Regions from separate parts of the Mus musculus genome. Here regions 1, 2, 3 and 4 are each linked to region 5. Evidence: chromatin contacts called from public HiCAR-type, capture Hi-C and promoter capture Hi-C data. All regions are on one chromosome and are shown on one strand. The core of a region is the stretch at or near the end of the contact, and the rest is flanking DNA. Distances in the headings are between cores, read along the strand shown.

Evidence for each region. Promoter capture Hi-C pulls out the DNA fragments that hold promoters and counts their contacts. HiCAR-type assays count read pairs that join an accessible place to other places. Capture Hi-C pulls out chosen DNA fragments and counts their contacts.
Region 1: a contact with region 5 is called in a HiCAR-type map of astrocytes, with 6 times the contacts expected there. The contact joins the enhancer-like site here to the promoter of Trim13 in region 5. A contact is called at or near these places in 2 of 39 promoter capture datasets (embryonic stem cells and neural stem cells), 1 of 484 Hi-C or Micro-C datasets (bone marrow-derived macrophages), 5 of 115 datasets of contacts at active chromatin or transcription factors (astrocytes, craniofacial prominence, neural tube and 1 more) and 2 of 9 other capture datasets (adipose tissue and liver).
Region 2: a contact with region 5 is called in a promoter capture Hi-C map of neural stem cells. The contact joins the enhancer-like site here to the promoter of Trim13 in region 5. A contact is called at or near these places in 11 of 39 promoter capture datasets (the 3T3-L1 cell line, the SN4741 cell line, Sertoli cells and 6 more), 2 of 484 Hi-C or Micro-C datasets (bone marrow-derived macrophages and pancreatic cancer cells), 14 of 115 datasets of contacts at active chromatin or transcription factors (bone marrow-derived macrophages, craniofacial prominence, embryonic basal ganglia and 10 more) and 3 of 9 other capture datasets (embryonic stem cells, liver and macrophages).
Region 3: a contact with region 5 is called in a promoter capture Hi-C map of hippocampal neurons, with 4 times the contacts expected there. The contact joins the enhancer-like site here to the promoter of Trim13 in region 5. A contact is called at or near these places in 4 of 39 promoter capture datasets (the 3T3-L1 cell line, cranial neural crest, embryonic stem cells and 1 more), 3 of 115 datasets of contacts at active chromatin or transcription factors (craniofacial prominence, embryonic hindbrain and embryonic midbrain) and 1 of 9 other capture datasets (adipose tissue).
Region 4: a contact with region 5 is called in a capture Hi-C map of embryonic stem cells, with 4 times the contacts expected there. The contact joins the promoter of Fam124a here to the promoter of Trim13 in region 5. A contact is called at or near these places in 3 of 39 promoter capture datasets (hippocampal neurons, liver and pre-B cells) and 1 of 9 other capture datasets (embryonic stem cells).

Annotation. Positions count from the first base shown.
Region 1 is chr14:62,414,960-62,417,659 of GRCm38.p6, forward strand. Gucy1b2 (guanylate cyclase 1, soluble, beta 2) reads right to left here. Exons shown (of 17, transcript NM_172810.3): 8 at 2,241-2,352; 9 at 942-1,045. Among named protein-coding and RNA genes, the nearest start is that of Gm35468, 24 kb to the right of the region's middle. Within about 2 kb of position 1,307, at least 57 of the 459 cell types and tissues checked have an H3K27ac peak or open chromatin away from gene starts, as enhancers often do. A contact at or near this core is called in astrocytes, neural stem cells and stem cell-derived neural progenitor cells, where this site is marked.
Region 2 is chr14:62,234,855-62,237,554 of GRCm38.p6, forward strand. No RefSeq gene overlaps it. Among named protein-coding and RNA genes, the nearest start is that of Dleu7, 57 kb to the right of the region's middle. Within about 2 kb of position 1,322, at least 15 of the 459 cell types and tissues checked have an H3K27ac peak or open chromatin away from gene starts, as enhancers often do. A contact at or near this core is called in embryonic basal ganglia, neural progenitor cells and neural stem cells, where this site is marked.
Region 3 is chr14:62,388,343-62,391,042 of GRCm38.p6, forward strand. All of the region lies in intron 2 of Gm46457 (a long non-coding RNA gene), which reads left to right. It also overlaps a transcript of Gucy1b2 not described here. Among named protein-coding and RNA genes, the nearest start is that of Gm46457, 11 kb to the left of the region's middle. Within about 2 kb of position 1,294, at least 91 of the 459 cell types and tissues checked have an H3K27ac peak or open chromatin away from gene starts, as enhancers often do. A contact at or near this core is called in hippocampal neurons, where this site is marked.
Region 4 is chr14:62,554,402-62,557,101 of GRCm38.p6, forward strand. It overlaps Fam124a (family with sequence similarity 124, member A), which reads left to right and starts at 1,336. Exons shown (of 4, transcript NM_001243857.1): 1 at 1,336-1,513. The coding sequence starts at 1,452.
Region 5 is chr14:61,598,194-61,600,893 of GRCm38.p6, forward strand. It overlaps Trim13 (tripartite motif-containing 13), which reads left to right and starts at 1,319. Exons shown (of 3, transcript NM_023233.3): 1 at 1,319-1,377; 2 at 1,601-1,702.

The DNA.
Region 1 (2,700 bases), core at 57-2,556, 820 kb after region 5:
AGTAACCTTGTGGCTCTGAAGAATTGCTGGCATTCATTGACTTATAATTCTGCCTAGGGGTGTGTATTTACCGCTGTAATACCATCACTTCTCTGAGGGAAGATACTGTCCTTAGGTAAGTGCATGTCGTCGTTAGTGTTCATGCTGTAGTCAGCTGGCAGTGGCATGCAGATGAGTTCCAATAAACACTAGAGATATTCATAGTGGCTGACCTGGCACTTTTGACTAAATTCATTTTTGCCTACATGCCCTTTAGGTAAAAAAATTTTTAAAGTCAGCTCAGTTCCTGTGTCTACATCATCTATATCTACATATGGTTTGCTTTGTCACTCGCTACGTAGCCCATGCTGATTGTGAACTTAACTCTTGCCTCAGCCTCCTGAGTGCTAGGATTACGGATGTGAGCTGTCACATGCAAGCTCAAGAAAAAGAAAGATATTTTTATCCTGGGAAACTGATAGCAATCAAATTTAAATGCTCATTCTCACAGCCACCTCCACCCCACTCCCACCCTCCCCACCCCCCAGAACACAGCATAACGCTCTACTAAGACGCAGGAAATGAAGCAGGATGGGATTGCGGGTCTGCTGCAGTCACAGGGGGTGGCAGGTCACTTTTACGACCATGGGTATAGGCTGCAGTCTTGGTGTGTCTTTCTGGAGTGAATTTTAAAGTCTTCCTCCAGCTTTTCTTTCTGATCATAAGCTTTCCCATTTGTTCGCTGGTTCAACTCCCTTGCTATGTTTACCTTAAGAAGATCATGAATTCCAGACGAGCCTATAACATAAAGGAACGTCAGGAGACCCTCCAGGGCAGAGTCTAGTCTCTTGAGCCCTGTGAACTCAGGGATCTAAGACCTTACAGCTGTAATGGTGGTGAACTGGACTCTCCAACCCTGATTTACGCCCTATCCCAAGCTTCTGAGTGAAAGGGTCTCTTACTGCTTCGTCAAAGACAACGTGGAAAGGAAAAGCATTGCAGAACACCTCCTCTTCAATCCACAGTCTCTCAGGAAAGACAGGCTGGAAGGTGTCCCCAAGGGGCCCTGGACACAGAGAAAGAAAGCCCTAATGAGCGGCCCTCACAGAGCTGCTCAGACAGGGTTAGAATCTTAAGTGTGTCACAGGCTGAGTGTGATTCCCACTCTTTAGCACAGGCTCCCTCAGCTTCTCCAGATGGCCACTGCAATTATTGTCCAAATTAAAACAAACAGAAAATTTGCGACCAGGTTGAGAAGCCCTCCTGCCCCCTGCCAAGTTTCTGCCTGCTGCTGAAGAGTTAGTTTCTGGGCCAATTGAGTCTGTCTCACCATGAAAACAGAGCTGGCATTGAGACGGTGACAAGCGGACAATGAGCCAGAAGAGGAGCGAGTGTGTGTCGGGCCCAGCATCAGGGACATTTGCCATGGAGCTTTATAGACTGACAGTTTAGGGTGGCACGTGAAAATTTAACCAACAGTCCCATTTGGCAGGGGTTGCAGATTCTCAATGGAACCTTTTTGATATGAAAATCTCCTAGACAAAGGATGTCAGTTGTGTTTGCTACAGCTTGAAGGACTCAGAATGCAGCTCTTTGAGCCCTGCAGACCTTCACCCAGATGCCTGTCATTTGACCTACCAGGCCATGACAAGGAGCATCTAGCTCCCTTCCTCCACTGGGGTCAGAGCTCTGATTCAGACTTGAGTTAGGTGCTGGCTGGCAGGTCAGCTCAGTGCCCAAAGACCTGCTGTGATGACCTTACCACCTTTACTTTGTAAATGGAAAGCTGGAAGGGATTGCATTGTCTCATGTCACAGAGACAGAAATGCACTTTCTTGGTTCTTGCCCTCTGTCCCTTGTACTGCTGGCTAGCTGTGGTTAGCCACTGATTTCCAGTCCAGAAACACATCCCAGTCAAGGTCTGGGTCCAGAAGCAATGCAGAATTCACTGTGGCTAGTATGTCTGTGCCCAGTCTCTTCACCACAGTCAGGATCTGGGACTGAGTCCAAGCTAGTGGCTTTCCTGATTACAGAGATGACAGTGTCTCCATGTCACCCAGCACAAACAAAAGAGCTGATTTGTGGCAAGTTGGAAGCTGATATTTAAAGTTAAGACCACAGATGCCAAAGCCAAGCTCTGCGGGAATCAGGGGCTTTGAAATTGCAGGAAGCTTTGCCCTATTTGTGTATGGGGCTCCTCCCCTGCAAAGCAGGCAGTTGTCCTGATCTAAGAGTTGAAGCCAGCAGAACAGCACACCTACCTTTTCCAAGCAGGACTGATGCCCTCACAACAGCTGAGTGAGATTTCTCCCCAGGGCAAACAGGGATGCTTAAATACCTCTCCTTCTTCCTAAGGAGTGTTCCCTGAAGAGACTGCAGAGGGAAGGAGATGAAGCACAGGTACCTGGTCACAGGACTGGAGATGAACAAGCCCTCCTGCTGCTGCTGCTGAGCCCATCTTTATATACGGAAGCATGATGGTGGCTGAACGGATAGTGTGTGTGCTTACAAGGTCACTTCTAATCAAGAACCTGGAGCTCTCAGGTGTACTCATCAACTCCGTCTTTCTACAAAAGGCAGCTAGATATTTTTTTTTCAAGATCTCCAGGGAATCCTTAGATGCTCATGCTTTCCTATGTGTTGCTCTGAGACTATGTCCCAGGGTTAACTAGGAAATGTGGAGAAAGCAGTTGGAAGGATGCTTTCCTCAGCCTTCCTTTA
Region 2 (2,700 bases), core at 72-2,571, 640 kb after region 5:
TCTGACAGTCATAGCACCAGCTTCCAGGCCACTATGCAGGACTTTATCTTGCTCCTCAGAGCGCTTAGCTCTACTTTTTAAAACTTCTTATTGGCATATCTTCTCTTTCTCTCTCTCTCTCTTTCTTTCTTTCTTTCTTTCTTTCTTTCTTTCTTCCTCCTCCTCCTCCTCCTCCTCCTCCTCCTCCTCCTCCTTCTTCTTCTTCTTCCTCTCTCTCTCTCTCTCTCTCTCTCCCAAATGTCCAGCATTGCATTGCTTCTTTAAGACAGCTTCGCTTCTTTAAGACAGCTTCAGTCAAACTTATAAACACACTAGGCAGCAAGAGGAAGAATGCCACTTTAAAAAGAAGATGTGGAAGAGGAAAAGTTCTTCTCTTAAAGAAGAACTGGTTTAGTTGACAGTTGAACATAAAAGTCTGACCAAATTCCCTTAGCCCACTGAAGGCAAACATTCACTCTTTCAGGAGCCAGCATGAGAAAGCAGAGCTGGGTGTCTGTAGGGTGCTGAAGTGGGCCTCCAGGAGCAGAATCTGATTCACAGAGGGAAGCCATCACTGCATTCCTGCAAATCATTGTCGCATGCTAATGCAAACCAGCATTGCTCAAGAGCCTCAATTCTGGAGAGAATAGAAACATAGATTTTTATGTGAAGTATACACATGAAGAACAAGATCTGGAAGCTAACAGTTTGTAGGCTCTATTGAAACACTCACTTGATCAGGCTCCTTACAAATCTTAGTAATAGGGGTCCTGTGTTTGTAAGATTGGGAGCTTTTTGTTTGCTTGTGTTTGAGAGAGAGAGAGAGAGAGAGAGAGAGAGAGATCGATCTACTCAAACTTCAGATTTCTGCAGACCTTCTTTTAGCCTTCGAATTTTCTTCTGTATATTAAAGCAAGATCTCACCAGATACCTACCTGGTGCTCATCCAACATCCCAGCACTTCAGAGGCAAGGTAGGAGGGTCCTAAGCTTGAGACTCATTCAAACCACATAGTGAGATCTTCCCTTAACAAACAAGACAACAAAAGTCAGACACACACACACATGCACATGCACACGCACACTCACACATACATGCACGCATATACACACTTGCATGCACACGCACCCATACACATATGCACACACTCAAACAAACACACTCTCACGCATACACACACACACACACACACACACACACATACACACACACACACACACACACGGCATTTGTTCTCCCTGGGAGCTGCAGGATTGAATGTGTGGGTGATACAGCGGGCAGCAGCAGACCTGTGTTCCATCTGCAGACCTGTCTTTTGCCAGCTCCATCTATCATTGCCCAGAAAGATCGCGGCTGCATCTTTCTCAGACTCCAGCTGTCATCCACTGCAGCTGCCACCCGAGGCATGTAGGAAGGAATGCAGTGGCTCTCTTCAGCTGCTCTGGTGAGCTTCTTTCAAGGCAACAATTGCAGTCTGACAATTTAAAAATGTAGGAAAAAGCTTTCCAAATCGCCCTGCTCATTGTGGAGAGTAACAGAACAAGACCAAGCGATGAGGGAAGTGCTCATTACTTCTGCCCATAGTCCCATCAAGTAGCTTTTAGGTTAAAAACCAAAAAGAAGAACAAAAAAAAAAAAAAAAACACACAAGCAAACAAAAAGCTCCCAATCTTACAAAATCTTGTGTGGGCAAAATAAAGCATGCCTGTAGGCCCAATTTAAGACACTAATTTAGAGTAAGGACTCTTAGATAAAGAGAAGAGCTGCTTTTGATTTATGTGTTTAATAAGTTAGATATATTAAATTCTGAACTGCAGCACTCAAGTTTACATCCCTTGCATTCCCTAATGATTTTCTGTGTAAGTCTCCAGCTCTTGTTAGTCCCAGTGGGCAATCAAACCATTTACTTGCTGTTATTTTCTCATGAAGCCCGAGCATGGTGTGAAATAAAGAACAGATGTTTATTCTAGCTAATGTTTTCATGGAGTCATAGATCTAGAAAATACCTCATGACCTTCTAATGCAGAGACGGTAAATGATATGCTACATGCCCAGCCAGTCTCTCACATCTAGCTGACAAATACTGCCGGCACAGTACCTAGAATTCTGATGCTCAGAGCCTGTATTTCATTGAATCAAGACTTGGAATCTTCCCAAACCTGGGTGTGTGTGTGTTGCATGTATATATGTCTATGTTTATGTGGGTAGGTATGAGTGGGTGAGGCCTGAAGCTAATCTCAGGTGTCTTCCTCAGTCATGCTTATCCTAGTTTTGAAACAGTGTCTCTTACTGAATTTGGAGCTCGTTGATCTGTCTTGATTGGCTGCCTGTCTCCGCTGTCCATATTTCCCAGGGCTGGTGGTGTAGACGAGAATGGCGTGGAAGTGCTGGGTATCCCCATGATTATACACCAAGCCCTTTAGCAACTGAGCTGTCTCCCAGCCCCCCAAGTTCTATTTTTAAAGAAAAGCGTTTCAATCTATAACCCATGTGTTTTATGGTTTGTCCCTAAGTATTAAATAACTCCCATGGCTGGATCAGTAGTCTTAGCTATGGTTTGGACTCCGTCTATGTACCTTAAATGGCAGGGAAATAACATAATAATAATAAGGAATAATAATAATATATTAATAATAATCATGGTAACCACTCCCTGGGAGGAACTGTGAAGTTAGGACCAACAATAGGCAGGTAAGCAGGAAACAATACCAGACCACACTG
Region 3 (2,700 bases), core at 44-2,543, 790 kb after region 5:
CATAATCTAAAACCACAGCTCAGGGATCTGGGGGAGACTCCAGGGTCTGCTGGAGTCAAAGGGTCAAAAAACCTCTAAGTATTTGCTCCACAGCCAACAGGAGCCCTGACTAGACCTGGGGACACCGTAGCCTGTGGTAAACTATAAATGTATGCTGGAACACTTAAAGCTGGGACTTCATGTTTCAGTCTCTTTTAATAGCTGGACGTCTCCAGTGAAAAATCACACTGTAACTTTTCTTTAGGTCTCTCCTGTTCTGTTCTTGACAGCACATATCTGACTGGAGCTGCTGTGTCAGGAGTACAGTCTCTGCTTCCAACACAGAGACGGCTCTAGCCAATGGCTGAGAGCTAAGATCAGAGTTGGGGTAGGGTGGGTCTGAAGGCCAAGTCCTAGGTCTGTACCTCAGTTTCCTGTCTGCGCAGTGTGGCTAAAAACCATACCTGTGTAATGCTCAAAGGACTTCAGCTGGGTACCACAATGGTCCTGCTATATATGTGAACCCAAGTTCCTGGGTAGATGCTGATGGCTTAGATAGGCCACTAAGATCTAAGAGAGTGCCATCATTAGACCCCACTGAATGCAGACATGGAACTGCTGTCATTTCCTCCTCACCTCACATCAAGTTGAACCCCTGAGGGGAAAGAATTCAGAATCCTCTGAAAATTTTCGGACTGCACCATGCAGAAACTCAGAGCAGTTTCTCTTTGGGAGACAGAGTCTCTCAAGCCACCTTTAAAGAATGATTCAGCCAGTTGGTTGACATATCATTATCACATTTTGAAGTTAACACAGCCCCAGAGTCTATGAATGCTCACCCCACAGTTAATTATTCTTGAGTTTTTCTGTGCTCTCAAAACATATTCTACTTATGTAATGATCCCTCGGGGGAGCACCAGGTGCCTTTGTCCCACAGACAGGGCCAGCTGTGTAAAACCTCTGCATCTGTCAGGTTTCTCTATGTGGCACATAATTGCCTGATTTCCATCTGAAAGTGCAGCACTGACATTAAAGCCACATAGAACCCACCATTGATAACAATGGCTTCCCGACACCTAGAAGAAGCATGGGGGGTGGGGGGGCAAATAAACATGCTCCCCAAATGAGCGCTTGCCTTCACAGGGGCTGGGTCTGAATGTACAGCTGCAGATGAAGAGAACAAACCAAGAGGAATAAAGGAAATGAAAGCTACAGATTAGCATTCGGCTGTCTCAGCCAGATGGTCTTCTGGGGAGAGCGGTCCTCCGCTTGCTTTCTTCAGTCTCCAGGCTAGCACACAGCACCCACTCTCTGCAGGGGCAGCAGTGATCTCACCCCTCAGCCAGGCAACCCAGTGAATCACTCACTCTTTCTTTCTCACACAACTGTGAGCCAATGAAAACTTGAAAGTGAAAGAAAGACTAAGAAGGGATTGGGGGGTGGGGGGGCGGGGAAGCCAGGCATCTGTGATGAATGAAAAAGTCTTAGCCTAGGAGAGGGCTAAGATACCAAGACTGAGGGAAGTGTCGGGAAGCATCAGCTAAGGAAGAAGAGAGCCACTGAAAGAGAAAGCTGTAGACACCCCTCCTCCTCAGCGCCCAGAAGCATTGCCTCCAGCATCCAGGATTGCCATGGTATTCAGGACCTTGGGGTCCTGGCTTTTACAAGCTTGGGCTTGAGGTCTGTGCTCCCAAGGTAAAGAAAGCAGTGGCCTCTTCTCAACTTATTTAGAAACTGTCGCCTCCCTCCATGGCTAGACGCCAATGAGTCTGCCAGTCATTGGTCTGAGGACCAGCCATCTGCCACCATCTGGATAGACCGTGCCTGGGCCAGGTGCCCTGAAATGGAAGAAGCTAGGTGGGGCAGAGGCAAGGGAGGGGGAGGGGCAGGAGCAAGGCAGGGTTATGGGGTAAACTGAGCCTGCAAAGCTGTAGTTGTAGAGGGCAGTTCCCTGGAATGCTCTACTCTGAAAAGGGCTCTACCGACAGTCACCACCAAGCCAAGTGTTCACTGCTCATGAGCAAGCCTCGTATTTGAGTGGCAGCCCAGGTCTGCTGCTGGCCATGAGACAGACCACCAGATGGTGTGTGCCAGGGCATAGATGTTCTATGAGCTAATCGATCCAGTAGGAGTTAATACATCTAACTTGGGTCCAAGGGCCTCAATTCACAGAAGATTCCAGAACAAGTGAAGGTGCATTTTGAGGTTTTAGAGGCCCTGTGAGCAAGCACTTTAGCAGCTCGCCAAACTTCCCAAGTGTGGTGGTTTGGATGAGAATGGTCAACCTTCCCCACTGTGATGGACTCTGAGCTCTCTGGAACTGTAAGCACAAATAAAACCTTCCTTCTATGAGTTGCCTCATAGAAGTAACAGAAGTAGCATAAGTAACATAGCAATAGAAAAGTAACAAACACTTCCGAATACCAGGAGATTGTCTGTAGCAGTGTTTAATAGAATAAATGTCAGCTGCAGGGTGGTACCTATCACAGGATTGTCTTTCTTTTACAGCTGGAAATGATTATTTAAATCAAAATAAATGTGGAACAAAAATTGTCCTTGTTTTTGGCCTGGACTATGGTACCTGTCGCACAATTCTGACAGTTCTAAATATAATGTTCAATGAAGTAGCATATTGTACTGTGACCCCAGCCAAACAAGCTTGCAACAAAATAATCCAAGATCCCGGGCTCTGGTGTTTCTCCTTCCAAACTTAACTGAAAA
Region 4 (2,700 bases), core at 86-2,585, 960 kb after region 5:
TCTTTTGTGTAATGTGTTTAAAATTAGAGTCCGAAAGCAATGACAAATATGTAAAGTGGGAAGAGCAGGAGAGAGAGAGGGAGAGAGAGAGAGAGAGGGAGGGAGGGAGGGAGGGAGGGAGGGAGGGAGGGAAGGAAGGAAGGAAGGAAGGAAGGAAGGAAGGAAGGAAGGAAGGAAGGAAGGAAGGAAGAGGATTGTTCTTCACAGCTTGTCACACAGAAGTGACACCGCTGTGCCAGTTGAGAGGGCATGCAGGTAGCTAGCCTTCACCTGGGACACTGACAGCTCCCGTAACCAGTACTTGGCATGTAGCAGAACTCACACGCAAACTGTTTTACAGACATGATCTCTTGTAACTCAAAATGGAGGTTCAGGGACGATCACAGACGTGATCTCTTGTAACTCACAACAGACAGAGAAGATAGCAGTAGCCCAATATGCGAAAAAATTAAGGCTCCAGGAGGTTAAATAACTTGTCTGAAAAGAAAAGATGACAGGGTCATAGCTGGTTGGCAGAACATGCTCAAGGTTGCGTCTTCAGCACTACCCTACAAAAGCGAATACGACATACACTTAAGTGCCTTCCACTGCTTCTAATGACAACACCACCAGAATTAAGTCTAAGTTGTTCTTACCCCACCACCGCCGCCGCTCCCAAGTTGCCTCACTGGCTAGAGTGGAAAAATGACTTCCTGCTACTTCAATTATTAACCCATCCTAAGGGATGGCTGGGTTTAACAACGTCAATGTCCATCACCCTCTTGCTGCCAGACCCCTTTGAATGGAAGCACACCCAGGACTCTTCGTGTTATTTTAAGATAGATAACAAAAGAATACATTCTCTAGCAAGTTGGGTCAGTGAGCAAGGCGATAATGAATTCAACGTCTGCAGTTCTGAGAAACACCCACGTGTTTTAACTGGTCCTCAAATGGCGATATCACACTCTGCCCTGGTTGCGCTGGTGGGTGTTTCCCAGTACTGCTCGCAGAATGGGGCTGAAAAAAATCTCTGGGCAAGCCCGGGGACTCCAGACTCTTTACTGTGGACCCAGGGGAGGGCAGCTTTGCTACTAGACTCCATACATGGGGCCCGCACCAGTCACTATAGAACGCACAGCGCTGGCATGCACCAGGCGGGTTGCAAGATAAATACTGCACGCCCACTGCACTCCACGCCCACTGCACTCCTCGCTCATGGAGAGAGTCCATCCCCCGGCACCTCCCGCACTCACGCTCGCGCTCGTGCACACGCGCGCATCCCGTGCACCCGCTCGGATCCTCGCCTGGTGGCACCCGGCGCGCCCGCGCAGCGCCGAGCGGAGGGCGGGGAGGGCGCGGCCGCGAGAGGGCGCGGCGAGCGGCTTCCTCGCGGGGCCGGGTTGTTGCGGAGGCCGGAGACGAGGCTCTCGGAGGGTCCCCGGGGCCGAGGGAGCGCGGACGGCACGCGCGCCATGAACCCGAAGGCGGGCGGTGAGGAAGAGGACTGCGTGGACTCTGGCGCCGAGACCGGAGGGTGAGCTGAGCCCAGCCGGGCGGGGCGGGAGCTCAGTACTTGCGCTCGGGAGCCCGAGCTGGGGAGGCAGTCCTGGGGTTGGGGTGCAGTATCTGCGAGCCAGCGGCATGGTCTGTGGTTGCCTGGGTCAGGGTGGGAAGGGGCGAGAAGAACCCCACCCCGGGCTGCTAGGTGATGGGACCCGAGGTTCAGCGTCGTTCCTCGCAGCCCTGTGGCCCCACGGTGCCAGGTTCAGCCACTATCCCCCTTCACCTAGAGATGCGCCTGCACTTGTTCCAGCCAGGCAACTCTGATAGCTTTGGAGCCCCAGGCTGCTGAGGAGGAAAGCAGGTGGAGAGGGTGGGACACCAGCACAGGAAAAAGACTCCGAAGCCGGCTAGGAGGACTTCATATCTCACTTATACTGTGCTGCTGAGCGGCCTCTCCACCCCGCCAGCCTGGAGTACCCACAGGATGCTGTGATGGGGTCTTGTGTGCTTCAATGGACTCAGTAATTAGCTCCAACCTTTGGAGGCTAATTAGTCCTCTCCCAACAGCAGTTTTCCTGAGTAGGACAAAAGACGGAATGCATTTTCAGAAACCAATGTCCCGTGATGGTCTCCACCCAGCCCATATCTAGAGGATTTTCCTGTGCACAGTCAGCACCACAGCCAGGATACAAGTGCTACCCCAGTAGGAACGTGTGTCTTTTCCTATCTAGAGAAGTCCTGCTAGAGGTCAGGGGCTACCCAGGCTACAGAAGACCTCGGAATTCCTGGAAGGTGGAGAGGTTTCAAACTAATATTAGGATTTGGCAATCTACTGAGAACAGGGAGGGAGGCCAGTTCCAGAATGGACCTATGTTCTGACCTAACCCACGAAAGCGTCCCTCAAGCTCGTCCTGCCTCCCAACCCCACCCCTCCTTGCAGCCTTCTCCACCAGCCCAACCCTAAATCTGGACTGTCATTCTTCCCTACACAGCAGGCTTTCTCTTGTTACCCAACCATGGTAACCGTGACAGAGGAGTAACTTGATTTGATGTCCCCACCCCTGCCCACCATTGCTTTTGCTTCAATTCTGTTGGTGTACAGTTGTCAACTTAGTTTATTTCCTGATATTTTGGTGCTGGAGTTCCAACCTAAGTACAATAGACAAGGATTCTTTCACTAACTCACACTGCCATTATGTATCAACTTTAGTTGACCAT
Region 5 (2,700 bases), core at 69-2,568:
TAGAGGCTTCTTTTTATAGCCATTGGATGGAGGCCCCCACTCCTTTGTTTTTTGGCCTTTATGGAAGGAGCTTCAGTTAAGAGATAGAGATCATCCTTTGCGTTTGGGCTAACAGTGGAGTACAGGCAGGACTCGGGCAAAACGGAAATCTAGGTAAGAGCGCTAAGGGGCCCTGCTGGGTTTGGAGGAACTCAAGAGAAAGGTGGATTAGCTCCGTAGAATGACACAAGTTTCTAAAGAGCTGGAAGTTTAGTTGTAGGATCAGGCTTATAAATAATATATATTTTGTATATAGTTTAGAAAATGAAGCTACCTCCCCGATCTAGCAGGTTTTTACCCCAGTTTACGCTTCACGTGTCAAGTGGTATACATAAACGGTTACACGTGCCGTTGGAATTTGAGGAAACCCTCCACAGCTTCGTCTTGGTTTTCCACCTTGTAGAAAACCTGTTCATTTAGAGGATAAGGCTCTTGGTTCCACTGTAACGTTCTCGTGAGGACTAAGTTAGAAATGACAGGGATTGGTCTTAGGAATGGTGTAGCCGGGACCACAGGCAATGGGCGGAAGGGGGCAAGAGGGGCTTTTCCATGACTTGGAACCGCGCTTTCCCCAAATTTGCTCTCCTAAAGGCCCAGGCCTTCCCAAGCGGGAGTAGACGTGCTCCTCCAGCACACATCACCCTGCATTTACCGGCTTTCAAGTTTGGATAGGAACCATCTTTTTCATCCTCTGTAACCACGGTCTCCGCATAGGAGGTGGAAATCAGGGCGAGATATTTTATTTTATTTTATCTTATTTTATTTTGGTTTTTCTTTATTTTTTATTTTATTTTTATTGATTGATTGATTGATTGAGATATTTTAAAACCAGTTAAAAGTTCCTGCCTCTGAGGGGAACCGTAGTAGTGCCTTTCTTTTCTTTTCTTTTCTTTTCTTTTCTTTTCTTTTTTTTTTTTCGAGACAGGGTTTCTCTGTATAGCCCTGGCTGTCCTGGAACTCACTTTGTAGACCAGGCTGGCCTCGAACTCAGAAATCCGCCTGCCTCTGACTCCCGAGTGCTGGGAAGTAGTGCCTTTCTATAAAGTTGGGTCAATGGTTTTCTACCCAGAGATCGCCGAGCCCGCTGGGTCCTGAAAAGTAGGCAAAGTGGTGTGAAGGGTTGGGCTGTGTTTTTGTTTTTGTTGTTCTTGAAAAATGCAAGTAACAACAACAACAAAAATACAGCAATCCAAACTCGGCGCGTGGGCGTCACCAGAGCACTTATCCAGAGGCTGGGCGACCTAGGTGGTGCGCAGGCGCGGGACAGCGGGAAGCAGAGGGCGTGGTCGCCGTGTCCATTTTGCACCGGCGCAGCCCGGCCCCAGTTGGCTGGTGGAGGTGAGCAGTGTGCTCCGAGTAGGGACCGGGGGCCGGGAGTCGCTGGCCCCGCTGCCGCGGCCGGGGGACACCTGCGTGGGCGGTGACGGGCGGCACGGCCTGGCGGCAGCGGTGCTACTGTCGCGGTCGGGAAGGTCAGCGCGCCGCTGGGGAGGCCCCCTGGCTAGGAGGGGGCCAAGAATGCAGATCTGTGCCTGTGACACTCTTTCTCCTTTCTCTACAGTGTTCTCCAGTTTTACCGTCAAAACGTGAGGGAAAACGAACTGGCTCTCTCCACAGAAAATATAGTAAGCTTGCCAAAAGCATATACTTGCCTGGAACAAAGGTAAACCGTATTATTTTTCTTTATGTTCTGGTATTTATGAAGGGGAAAAATACCCGATTTTATTAGTCCTAGGACCATTCCAGATGGAAATAAAAAGAATAAGTATATCTTCACCACCTCCTTTAATAATAGGGCCTTTGTTCTTTTCATATTTCAAAACTCATGGATTCAAAAATCCATGCTTGCCATTCATTTTTTTGGTAATTACTATATATAATTTAAAAAAAGTATGCTCTAAAGGAAACAAATCCAGCAACATTTCTTCTGTGTGGTTTGTCTTAGTTGTCCAGCTACTGGGGCTGTAGAGCAGGGCTTTAGATTCCTGCAGCTTTCTAGACATTTGTATGAGGAGTGCTTTTAAAACAGAATGTCAATATATAGGCATTCTTTGTGCTAGGACTCAATGGGGCTATTAATCAATTATGCCCCCCCCCCCTTTTTTTTTGCTTTAAATTACACCTTGGAGTATGCTATCACAGTCTACCCGGGAACTACACCTCTGCCCTATTTAATGCTAAGCATCAGTTTCACACAGCCTAATATCACCTGAAAACAATCTGAACTGAGTAATTGTTTTTCAGATTGGTCTGTGGATATGTCTTCATTTACACTGGGCACACTGTGGGCAGCTCTATCTTTAGGCTGATGAACCAGCTAAGCAGGAGCCCATTATGGACAGGCAGCCATCCACATTCTTGATGGTGTCTGCTGGTTGGGAGTGGGTTCCATGGTGGAAGGCATTGTTGTGGGGAATAGAGAGCAGTTTGTTTTGCCTTGAGTTCCTGCTCTGACTTACCTCAGTGATGGACTGATTGTAACCTGCAAGTGTCAGTTGATTTTGGTCAGTGTTTTGCACTGAAAGTAACAGGTCCAGGCCCAGAAGACCCATGTCTTCAGCCTTCCTTCCCAACTGTTCTTTCCATCCATGTATTTTCTGGTAGGTCTGGAAGTTGCTCACTCTGGGCAAGCGCTTTCAGTGAGCTGCAACCTCAGCCCTG